2 separate regions of the Hordeum vulgare genome follow, and region 1 is linked to region 2. The links are chromatin contacts, called in public Hi-C maps. All regions are on one chromosome and are shown on one strand. The core of a region is the stretch at or near the end of the contact, and the rest is flanking DNA. Distances in the headings are between cores, read along the strand shown.

What was found. Hi-C and Micro-C count contacts between places; a contact is called where the count stands out from the background.
Region 1: a contact with region 2 is called in a Hi-C map of leaf, with 6 times the contacts expected there. The contact joins two enhancer-like sites. A contact is called at or near these places in 3 of 6 Hi-C or Micro-C datasets (leaf and seedling).

Annotation. Positions count from the first base shown.
Region 1 is chr4H:126,979,467-126,984,167 of MorexV3_pseudomolecules_assembly, forward strand. No RefSeq gene overlaps it. Among protein-coding and RNA genes, the nearest start is that of LOC123446240, 210 kb to the right of the region's middle. Within about 2 kb of position 1,590, at least 3 of the 3 cell types and tissues checked have open chromatin away from gene starts, as enhancers often do. A contact at or near this core is called in leaf and seedling, where this site is marked.
Region 2 is chr4H:126,213,818-126,218,814 of MorexV3_pseudomolecules_assembly, forward strand. LOC123448111 (ethanolamine-phosphate cytidylyltransferase-like) reads left to right here. Exons shown (of 9, transcript XM_045124884.1): 9 at 1-313. Among protein-coding and RNA genes, the nearest start is that of LOC123448111, 9.1 kb to the left of the region's middle. Within about 2 kb of position 1,439, at least 3 of the 3 cell types and tissues checked have open chromatin away from gene starts, as enhancers often do. A contact at or near this core is called in leaf and seedling, where this site is marked.

The DNA.
Region 1 (4,701 bases), core at 340-2,839, 770 kb after region 2:
AAGGTGTTCTCCAAGATTCTTGTTGGAGAACATCAAGTGTTCTTTCTCTTGCAGTTCTAAGTGCAATTCATTATATTTTATCTTGTGAGGTGTTGTTATATCATTCTAGACTCACGAGGAGTATCAAAGGGGATTTGTTTCAAGAATGAGATATTTAAACCCACCAAATTCTTTGATCGTGAGATATTTTCAACCCATGATTTCTTCTTTGAGAAATCTTGGATTGGATGTCACCTAAAGCTTTTCCTAAGGACTGTTGCTATTTTGGTGCTTGTCCATGATCCAGTGTTCTCAATATATCCAATTGGGGTAAGAAATTTGCCTCTCTTGTTGCATCCAAGCAATCTTTGTTTTTTTAGTGGCTGGTTTTCACCTCACAATTTGAGATGTTTTCCATAAGCCAACAACAAGCTATTCTTTTTGTTGTTCATTTTCCAATGACTATGTTCTATTCTTCTTGTAAGGATGTTCTTCAATTAGTTGTGGTAGTAGTTGTCATTTTCTTCTCCCTCAAATGATTTAGTTTCTATTCTTTTGTTACAGAGGCTTGTGATGTTGCTCTCTTTCATCCATTATCTTGCTTAGCAAGGCCATGTTCTTTTTATGCTTATCCATTTAATTGGATTGTGTGAATCTTTTCAAGTTCTTTCCATCTTATCAAATTTTGATTTTTTTCTACCAAACTGCTTTCCAAATTTCTTTTGAATCCTTGATTGTTCTTAATATCATTATCAACTCTCTGCGACCTTCAAGATTCATTGGATTCACTCGATTTTCAAGAAGAAACTAAGTTTTACCTCTTCCTTTCCTCTTCCTCTTCCCTTTTAATTCTTAGATCTCGGGTTGAGATCTCTTGCTAGTGGAGGAGAGTTGTAAGCGCCTAGAACCGACGGTCCAGAAGATTCCCCTTTTATTCCATTGTCATCGTGTGATTTAATTGGTTGTCACTTTCATCAATGCATCATCCACATTGCATCAACACTCTGTTGTCGTCATTCATTCAAAAACTTGCTTTCGTTGTTAGTTATTGGTTCTCTCTGTTTTTGTCGTTGATGGTTTCGAGACCAAACACATGCACGCACCCGTGGCATTGTTAAAATATTATTTTTGTGTATAAAACTTTCTTGGGTTGGGTTGAAAGTTGGTGTGCGGTCTTTTTATAGTATAGGTAAACCGCGTGCCAAATATCATCGCAATCGGAGTTCGTTTGATACCCCAACAGTTAAGTCTAGCAGCACCGTCATCGGTTTAAATATTGGACGATTTTCAGTTTTATAAACTTGTGTCACGGGCCGCATTCTTCCTCTCTTCTTCTCTCAGTACAAACACCCCTACACAACCCACCTAGCCCAACCTACCCTATCCTGCCATCGAAGTCGTCTGATTGTGATCGAATGGTCCGAATCAGGCAAAATCAGCTAAACCTAGCCCCCCTTGCTTTATATGGACATCTAGCCCTGCCCAACATGGAAACCCTAGTCTCCTCATTGAATTCCCCATGCAACTACTGCTTGGCGCCACAGCCTCCCACTTTCCTCTCCTCCCTCGTCCCATCCATCAGGGCCCGCCAAAGCCCATCGCGTCCCACCCCCGGGCCCAAACCAGGCCGTCGCCGCCCACAGCCTCGTGCCGCGCCGCGACACACCCTGCTCTGAGCAAGCCCTGCCTGCCCTCGCGCCAGCCTCCGAAGGACCCCACCTTCTCCTCTCCGCCGCCGCTCGCCCCCTCGCGCAGGCCTCGCTCCGCGCCGTCGCGCGCCGCCGCTGGCCGCCCTGCCACATCCACGCCGCCCGCCGCTGCACCACCATCGGAGCCTCTCGACCCGCTGCACCCCGCCACCTGGGCCTCGCCGCGATCTCGGATTCGGCGGGATCCGGCCGGAGAAGGCCCCCGCTGCGTGGATCTGGTCGTCCACAGCACCCTCGATCTGGTCCCGCCACTACGAGGAGCCCCGTCGCCCGCCGCCGTCGTAGTTTGTCTCCGCGCAAGGAGGACGACAGGTCGACCAGACGCCTGAGCTGCTTGCCCGTTCGCCAGCGCCCATGTGGGCCTGCTCCAGTGCGCCCGGCCAGGCCCAGCAGTGCCCCCAACCAATTCCCAGCTCGCCTCGCCCGTGTGGACCGCGACCTCACCCAGCAACAAGCCCAATCCCGCATCGAGCCGGGTCGTGAGGCCTCTGGTGAACGCCGCTCGCTAAATCCCGCCCAATGCACGTTATAGATATGTCGCGCTTGCCTTTGTTTAGGCCTAGTAATAGATCCGACCCGTAGTTGATTTTTTAGTCTGCGAATTTGTCCAATTTTAAGGGAATTTGATAATTACAGAAATTGCATCATTTTAAAATGTTAATAACTATTTAACACCGCATCGGATTAAAATAAATCAGATATGTAGAATGTGTAGAATTTTGTGTAGAATAATAATTTCCAACTTTGATGCATGTTTCAAAATGTTTAACCTGCTGTTTGCTTTGATTTGCATGATGACAATTTAAAATGATTTAATTTGTAGCAAATTAAACGTGAAATGGATTTAAAAACTTCATACATGTAAGATGCATAGAATTCTGTGTAGTTTCACAATATCTCACTTTCGTCCATGTTTAAAATGTTTAATTTGTTGTTTTTAGTAAAATTGCCTAACAAAACTCTAAAATAGTTTGTCTCATAATTAATTAACCGTATCTCTGATTAAAATGATCCACATATGTAACTTGGCTAGAAAATTGCGTAGAATGACATGATGATATTTGTTTTGCTGCTTAACAATTCTAAAATTATGTATAGGAATCATAATTTGCATATTGGGATTTTTTTCAGAATTATTGTTCGTTGTTCCGGCCTCATTTAAACTTGAATTTATTGAAGTTTCATAATATCTTGTGCATCCATGATCTAACATGTTGTGGCTGTCATTTGCATGCATTTTGCATTCATGGCATATCATCTTGTGTGGCTCATATCTTTTAGACCGTAACTCTGTTTCAAATAATCTATATATGTAAATCGACTAGAATGACGTGTAGAATCACATGATCCACTTTATTTTGCTGTTTAATAAATATAAAATATGTTTAGAACAGATACAGACTAATTTCGAAATTAACATGTGGGGTTATTTTGGAAATGCTATATGTAATTTCTGACCTCATTTAAAATGCCTAGCTTGTGTAGTTTCTTTATGCTTCACCTCTTTCCATGTTTAACAACATTTAATATTGCTGTGTACCTAACGGGAGTGAACTAAGTAATCCAAATATGGAGTTTCGCCAATATGCAACTCGTTGCAAATTGAGCTTCATTTAATGTATAGTAACAAATTATTCTGATTTGCCATGCCTTGCATAACTAAATCGGGCATGCATCATACGTGCTTGTGCATCATGTCATGCATATGTTGTGGTATTTATTGTGTGCTGATTATTATTTCTGGATTGTTTCTTCTCGATATAGTTCTGCAAGCATGTCGGAGTGTGAGGATTCGTTCGACTACGTTAGTTCGTCTACATCATGGATTCAGTCTTCTTCCAAGTAGGATCATAGGCAAGATGATCATTTTCGTAGATACCATTACTATCATTGCCATGCTAGTTGCCTCGTTTGTATCACTATGTCTCGCTGCCTATCACTTAAATGTCAACCTACCAACATTGCCATGAAAGCCTCTAACCTCTCCACATCCTAGCAAACCACTGTTTGGCTATATACGGCTCGCTCAACCTTCTTATAGAGTTGCTAGTTGCAGGTGCAGTTGCTTCCATGTGAAAACATAGGTTTCTTGTTATATCATCATATTATTGCTATTTAATTTAGTGCACCTATATACCTGGTAAAAGGTGGAAGGCTTGGCCTTCTAGCCTAGTGTTCAGTTCCATCTTTGCCACCTTAGTTCCTCTACCGGTGTTATGTTCCACAATTTTGCGCTCCTAACATGCTTGGGTTGTTATGGGGACCCCTTGATTTTTCTTTTGTGATAAAACTTGTCTGGCAAGGCCCAACATTGGTACTATATTTTCCTAATAACTAATGAACTGCATAGGGAGTAATTAACCCGTGGATAATTAATGAACCCAGGACCAATGCTCCTCAAGAGTGTTGGTCCACCTACCTAGTAGTCGGCGGTACCACCTCGGGAAACTCGAGGCATTTTCTGGCTATCGTCCACTTTGCATAGACGGTTGACGCCCGTAGAAAGAGAGTGAGCGTCTCTAGATGCGGATCTGGCTCACCGGGTGGCTTTGCTGGACTTGTTTTACTCTTCTCGAACGTCTCGTGCAAGGGATTCCGAGTATACTATGGGCTATTTCAAGGTTGAGGTGTTCCACAAGGAAGCCAAGGAGATCACGGGGTTTCCGTGGTTGAGGCTTCCGATGTAGCGTGTGGTACTTTGTGATGGACTTGTTGGAGCACCCCTGCACGGTTAAATCTTTCTCAGAGCCGTGCCCACGGTTATGTGTCAACTTGGAAAAAAAAATTAACATCCGATTCTAGATAACTTGAAGTAAACTTCATTAAAATATGCCAATTGTGTAGGTAACCGTGTATGTCTATTCTCGTGAGTTCTGCATCCGAAAGAGGACACAATGGGGTTATGTTTGACGTAAGTAGGTGTTCAGTATCACTTCGAGATCATTATTAGTTCACGTCCGTTATACGTAGATCACACCCCTCTTATTCTTTTACTCGTAAGTAAGCCACCTCA
Region 2 (4,997 bases), core at 189-2,688:
GAGGCTCTAACACAGGTCACAAATGAAGCCATTAGGTGATCTACAGTTTTACCGCTCCATTGTCATTTTTGCTATATAGCTTAGTAGCTTCAGATGCAATCTTGATGCATGATAGGCAGTGGCGCTGAGTTGGGTGCGGAACCTGGATGAATTTCCAATGCCCACTTCCAGTGCTAGTACCTACCCTATTCCCACCCTGTATACCGGCTTCCAGAGCTGCCGTTACCGGCTGAGTTCTTTTTGAGATCTATAGTTGTTCGAGAATTGTGGTACAATATGAATGCTAGGTCAATCAATTGTTTGTTTCCCGGTTGCTCTTGTGAGGTGGGCATCCAATGCCAGTCGTTTTCTCATATACTTGGTGGAGCTGAGTCCTGATCTTAAACCGAACATGGACTAACTGATATGGTATGCCAGTCGCTGGTCGGTGCAAGCAGCTGGGTCTGATGGTACACCTGGACGGTCTGCCGACACGTCGAGAGCTACCAGTGATCTTGGCAAAATGCTTGCTAGGCAAAAACATAACACTAGAAAGGTGCCAGATGGCCACACCCTGCTGGCTCTGTCCGCGGGTCAGTAGGCTGTTAAGCCATGGAAAAGGATGTGGTACCTGTGAAGTTTCCAAATGGTGCGTTTTAGCAGCAGCATCTGGGGCTGCCTGTGTTTGCTCTCTTGCGATCAACTTTCTACTAGTATTTGCTGGCCATCGCTTGCGCCTTGCTACTTCCCAGCGCTGGCTTCTCCTTGATTTGGACTCCCTAGTTTTTGGGTGGTTTATCTGTCATGATAGATAGGGGGGCCTGCAGATGTGGTAAAACAGCTGTCGTTTTGGACCCGCGTGATCGGCTCGTGGAGTCTGAGTGTTTGCTGTGTTTGGGAAATTTCTTTCCGGGGGGAGATAAGGAGGGTCCCTGAATTGATGGACGACCTCAGATGTGGTCTGCACCCTTCATGGTTAAAAGTAGAGGCTACACTGAAGTACTGGACCGTGCCTTGGTGCTTGGAAACACAGTATATTTCATGATGGAAAATTCCTGAATAAGGCGAGAACGCCGCATTAGTAGTCTTTGATGATTTGTTTTTCACAAGATTCAAATAGGAATTTGTCGACAGGAAAATACATGTCGTTGTGTTGAAAAGAAGGTTTAATAAATACTCCTGATAAATACTGAAAGATATAAAGGGGAGGAGTCTGATCGCAAGTGATAGAGCGATGAAACAAAGATTTTTCCTCAGGAGTTTGCCTTTCGGTGCACAGGAATTAATGGGTTGGGACATGGTTTGTGAATAATGGAGTGGGGGGCTGCGTAAAGAAGAGAAAGAAACCAGCAGCATCTAAAAGGGCAGCGGGAAGAGAGAGTCGCTCTCAGCATGGATGGTGTGGGACAAGTTGAAGATCCACCTGCTGGAGATCCCGGCGACGACCCTCCGACACACACCCCCCTTTGTCAGACGCCCACTTGTCATCACCCATGGTTGCATGTCAGCTCATTCATATCTCCTTCCACGCCCCACTGATAAAACATGTTTTTTTCATCCTAAATTCCTAATCTAATTTCTGTGTTTCAACTTTGAACCACGTAGCCAGCTAGCCATGCAAGACGCAACGCAATCCGATCTGTACGTACGTTTTTCTGGCTGGGCATGCTTGCAGTTAAGGAGCCACTGCGCATGTTGTGCAGGCTAGATTCATCACTCTCTCTGTTTCTAAATATTTATTGTTCCTAACAAGGATTGTGGTAGTAGGAGAGTAGGACTAACCATACATGGCCAAACGGCCCGGTCCGGCCCGTCGTAATCGTGTCAGGCACGGCATGGCCTGCATGGGCCCGATTAATATACGGGCCGTGCCGGCCCGCGTGCTGGCCTCCCAGGCCCAAGCACGGCATGTTGTCTAATCGGGCCAGCCCGCGGCACGTTAGGCCCGTAAAAAAATCATCTCTCCCTCCTCGCTTTTCCCGCGCGCACGACACGCTCGCTTTTCCCGCGCACGACACACTCCCTTTCCCACGCGCAACGAACCTCCCTCCCTTTTCCCGCGCGCCTCCCTCCCTTTTCCCGCGCGCGTCCCACCCAGCCGCCCCTGCGGCCTTGCCCCGGTGACGGCTGATCAGATATGTCGCTAAAAGAACCCCAGATGGCCAGATCTATCGGTCCAAGACGTGCCCCCGTCGGCCCGCCTTGCTCCCTCCTTAACGTGCCGTGCCGGCACACGGGCTGGGGGTGGCGGCCCGGGCACGGCCTAGGACATGCTCGTGCCGGGCCGGGCCCGAGTCATGCCTGGCACGCGGGCAGCCGGGCCGGCCCGCCAGGCACGGCCCGTTTGGCCAGGTTTGGGACTAACATCATCATGATGCAGTCGTGCTGGATGCGTGTTGCGTTGGGCCGACCGGTTTCGCGCGCCTAGTTTTCGTGCCATGCATGATGGCGAGCTCGTGTTATCACCTCGGCCGCGCTTTTCCGCCATGATTCCTTCTTTTCATCTTTTTTTCCTCGTGTGACATTTGACGTTTCAGGCTTGATTTTGTGAGTATATGTAGTAAGATGATGATTACATTAGAGATTAGACTGAGCTGTGCAGCAGATATTTACTGGCTCATCTCCGATCGTGGCTAGGCTTAGCTGCTAGCAAGTGTGGCATTAGTTTACTTTTAAGTTCAGGACTGCGGCGAGCAAGAAAAATAACGGCATGGTCAGCTTTAGCTTGTCCTTTAGCTGAGCATGCACATGGAAACTTGGCCATGATCATAACTAACGCTGGTGTTTATTAATTAATTAAGACATCGTTAGTCACTCCGTCCGGTGATCACTGGAGTTGATTAGCACAACCCAACTACCATTGATGATTGATGCAGGGGTGATCCTCCTTTATAACTATTATTTATTTATTAAAAGAAAACTACCATTGATGATGATGAAACTCGCAGGCAGGCATGCATGTGCAGGCACGCACTTTCAGTCGCAGGCTCACGTAATTTAGTTGCTATAGTGAGCAGCTTCATCCATCTTTTCACCGTGTCTGACAGCAAGTAGAAGAAGACGTTGGCGCCAAAGTGGGGTAGGATGGGGTGGGGGTGGGGTGGAGGGAGAGCGTGCAGTGCTGCATGGCTCGTACGTGTAAAAGCGTATCTGTGGACGCGGTGCGCAGTTGGTATTATCTTTCGCTAATTCCAAGGTAGAAAGAAGGAAAGAAGGAAGATCTTGGTGCGGACCCTTTGCTTTTCCCGTCACATGCATATGCATGCATCCCTGCTTTGCTTTGCCCGCCTCGCCCCCGCCCAGTGGCCAAAAGAAAAGATCTCTCTCTCCCTCTCTCTCACCTCACGCACGCACGCACGCACACGCGCCTGCGGGGGAGTTGCCACTTGGCTGGCTGGCTCCATGATCGATCAGCCCCCAGCTGCTGCTGCTGCACTGGTATGGTAGGCTCGGGGCCGGGGGGCAGCTACACTGCACCCGTGTGGCGTGGTGTGTGCATGGCCAAATTGCCCGCCCATGACCACCACCATCTTATCGATCTATGTCTGTGGTCCCGCCGGGAGATCACCAAACATTTAGCCCGCCTTTGATTGGAAAGAACCAGTTTTTTTGAGACTTCATTTCTTCCATACTACTACCTCCGTTCCTAAATATAAGTCTTTCTAGAGATTCTACTAGAGGACTACATACGGATGTATGTAGACATACTTTAGAGTGTATATTCATTCATTTTGCTTTGTATGTAGTCACCTAGTGAAATATCTTAAAAGACTACTGTATTATTTTCTTCTTTTTGATTTATAAGGCTTGCACATATATCTAGGTTAACAAATAGACCAAAATAATACTTCCTTCGTCCCAAAATAAATGACTTAAAAATGACTCAGTTTTGTACTAATTTTAGTACAAAGTAGAGTCATTTTTGAGTTACTTATTTTGGGACGGAGGGGGTACACGTTATATATCACAAAAAATATATCATTAGAAACATTCAAATCGCTTACTTTCTAGTTTCTAATGATATAAGTTTTAGACTATATAACTCATTTTATGTTGGTTAAATTATAGATCTAGGCATACACATAAGCTTTATAAACCGGAAAGGGGGTAGTATGTGTTTTGCTCGGTTCGCATTGTTGTGTCATAGATGGATTTCTCTCTTCTGGGATCCCTGCAAAAAAAATCTCATACGCTAAAGGCTTCTTTGGTTCGTGGGATTTAGAGGTTTCTTTGGTTCGTAGGATTTAGAGGCTTCTTTGCCCCGCATAATTGTCAAAATTGTAGGAATAGAAAAATCATAAGAACTTTGGATCGTTGTACACATTTTTGCACACATCGGTGAAACCAAATGAAATGACTCGGTCAGATGATATATACAAAAGGTGAGAACTTTGGATCGCTCGGTCCTACCTAGTGAGATGGCCGGTGGCTCCGAGATGTGATGACCTCAGTATTGTTGAACACATTAGTGTCACCATGAAACTAATCAAAAATTCCAAGCAAATTTCAATAGGCAACAAAAGGTTGGCACAATGTAATGGGTGAGTCTGAATGGACATCTCAGTGAGACTTAATCGATTTGGGTTTTAGGACAACAACTATATCCGCTTGATTGGTGACTCTCGTTGGATTTGGATTGGTGAGTCTGAGTGGAGTTCATATTTGATATAGTGGGAATTGTGAAAGCATATGAGGTTTGGGGAGTTTGATTTCTGAGAACTTTGAGCAATGAACTCATCTTCTACGTCTCACCCCCTTTTGATAGTATTAACATACCTATGGACTCAATGTGATCTTTAATCACTTAAGTATAAAACAGTGAGTCTTAAGGCTTGAACAGATACTTGTCCTTAACACTACACAGGTCCATCTTCACTTCCCATATTGTACCTAAAAGAACCCTTTCTAAAATATACGAAAGGAAATCATCAGTTCAAGGAAATTTATGTTGCCATAAATTACCAAAACCACCAAAGGTATTAGATGCACTTTTAATCTTCTTTTTGGTAATTGATGAC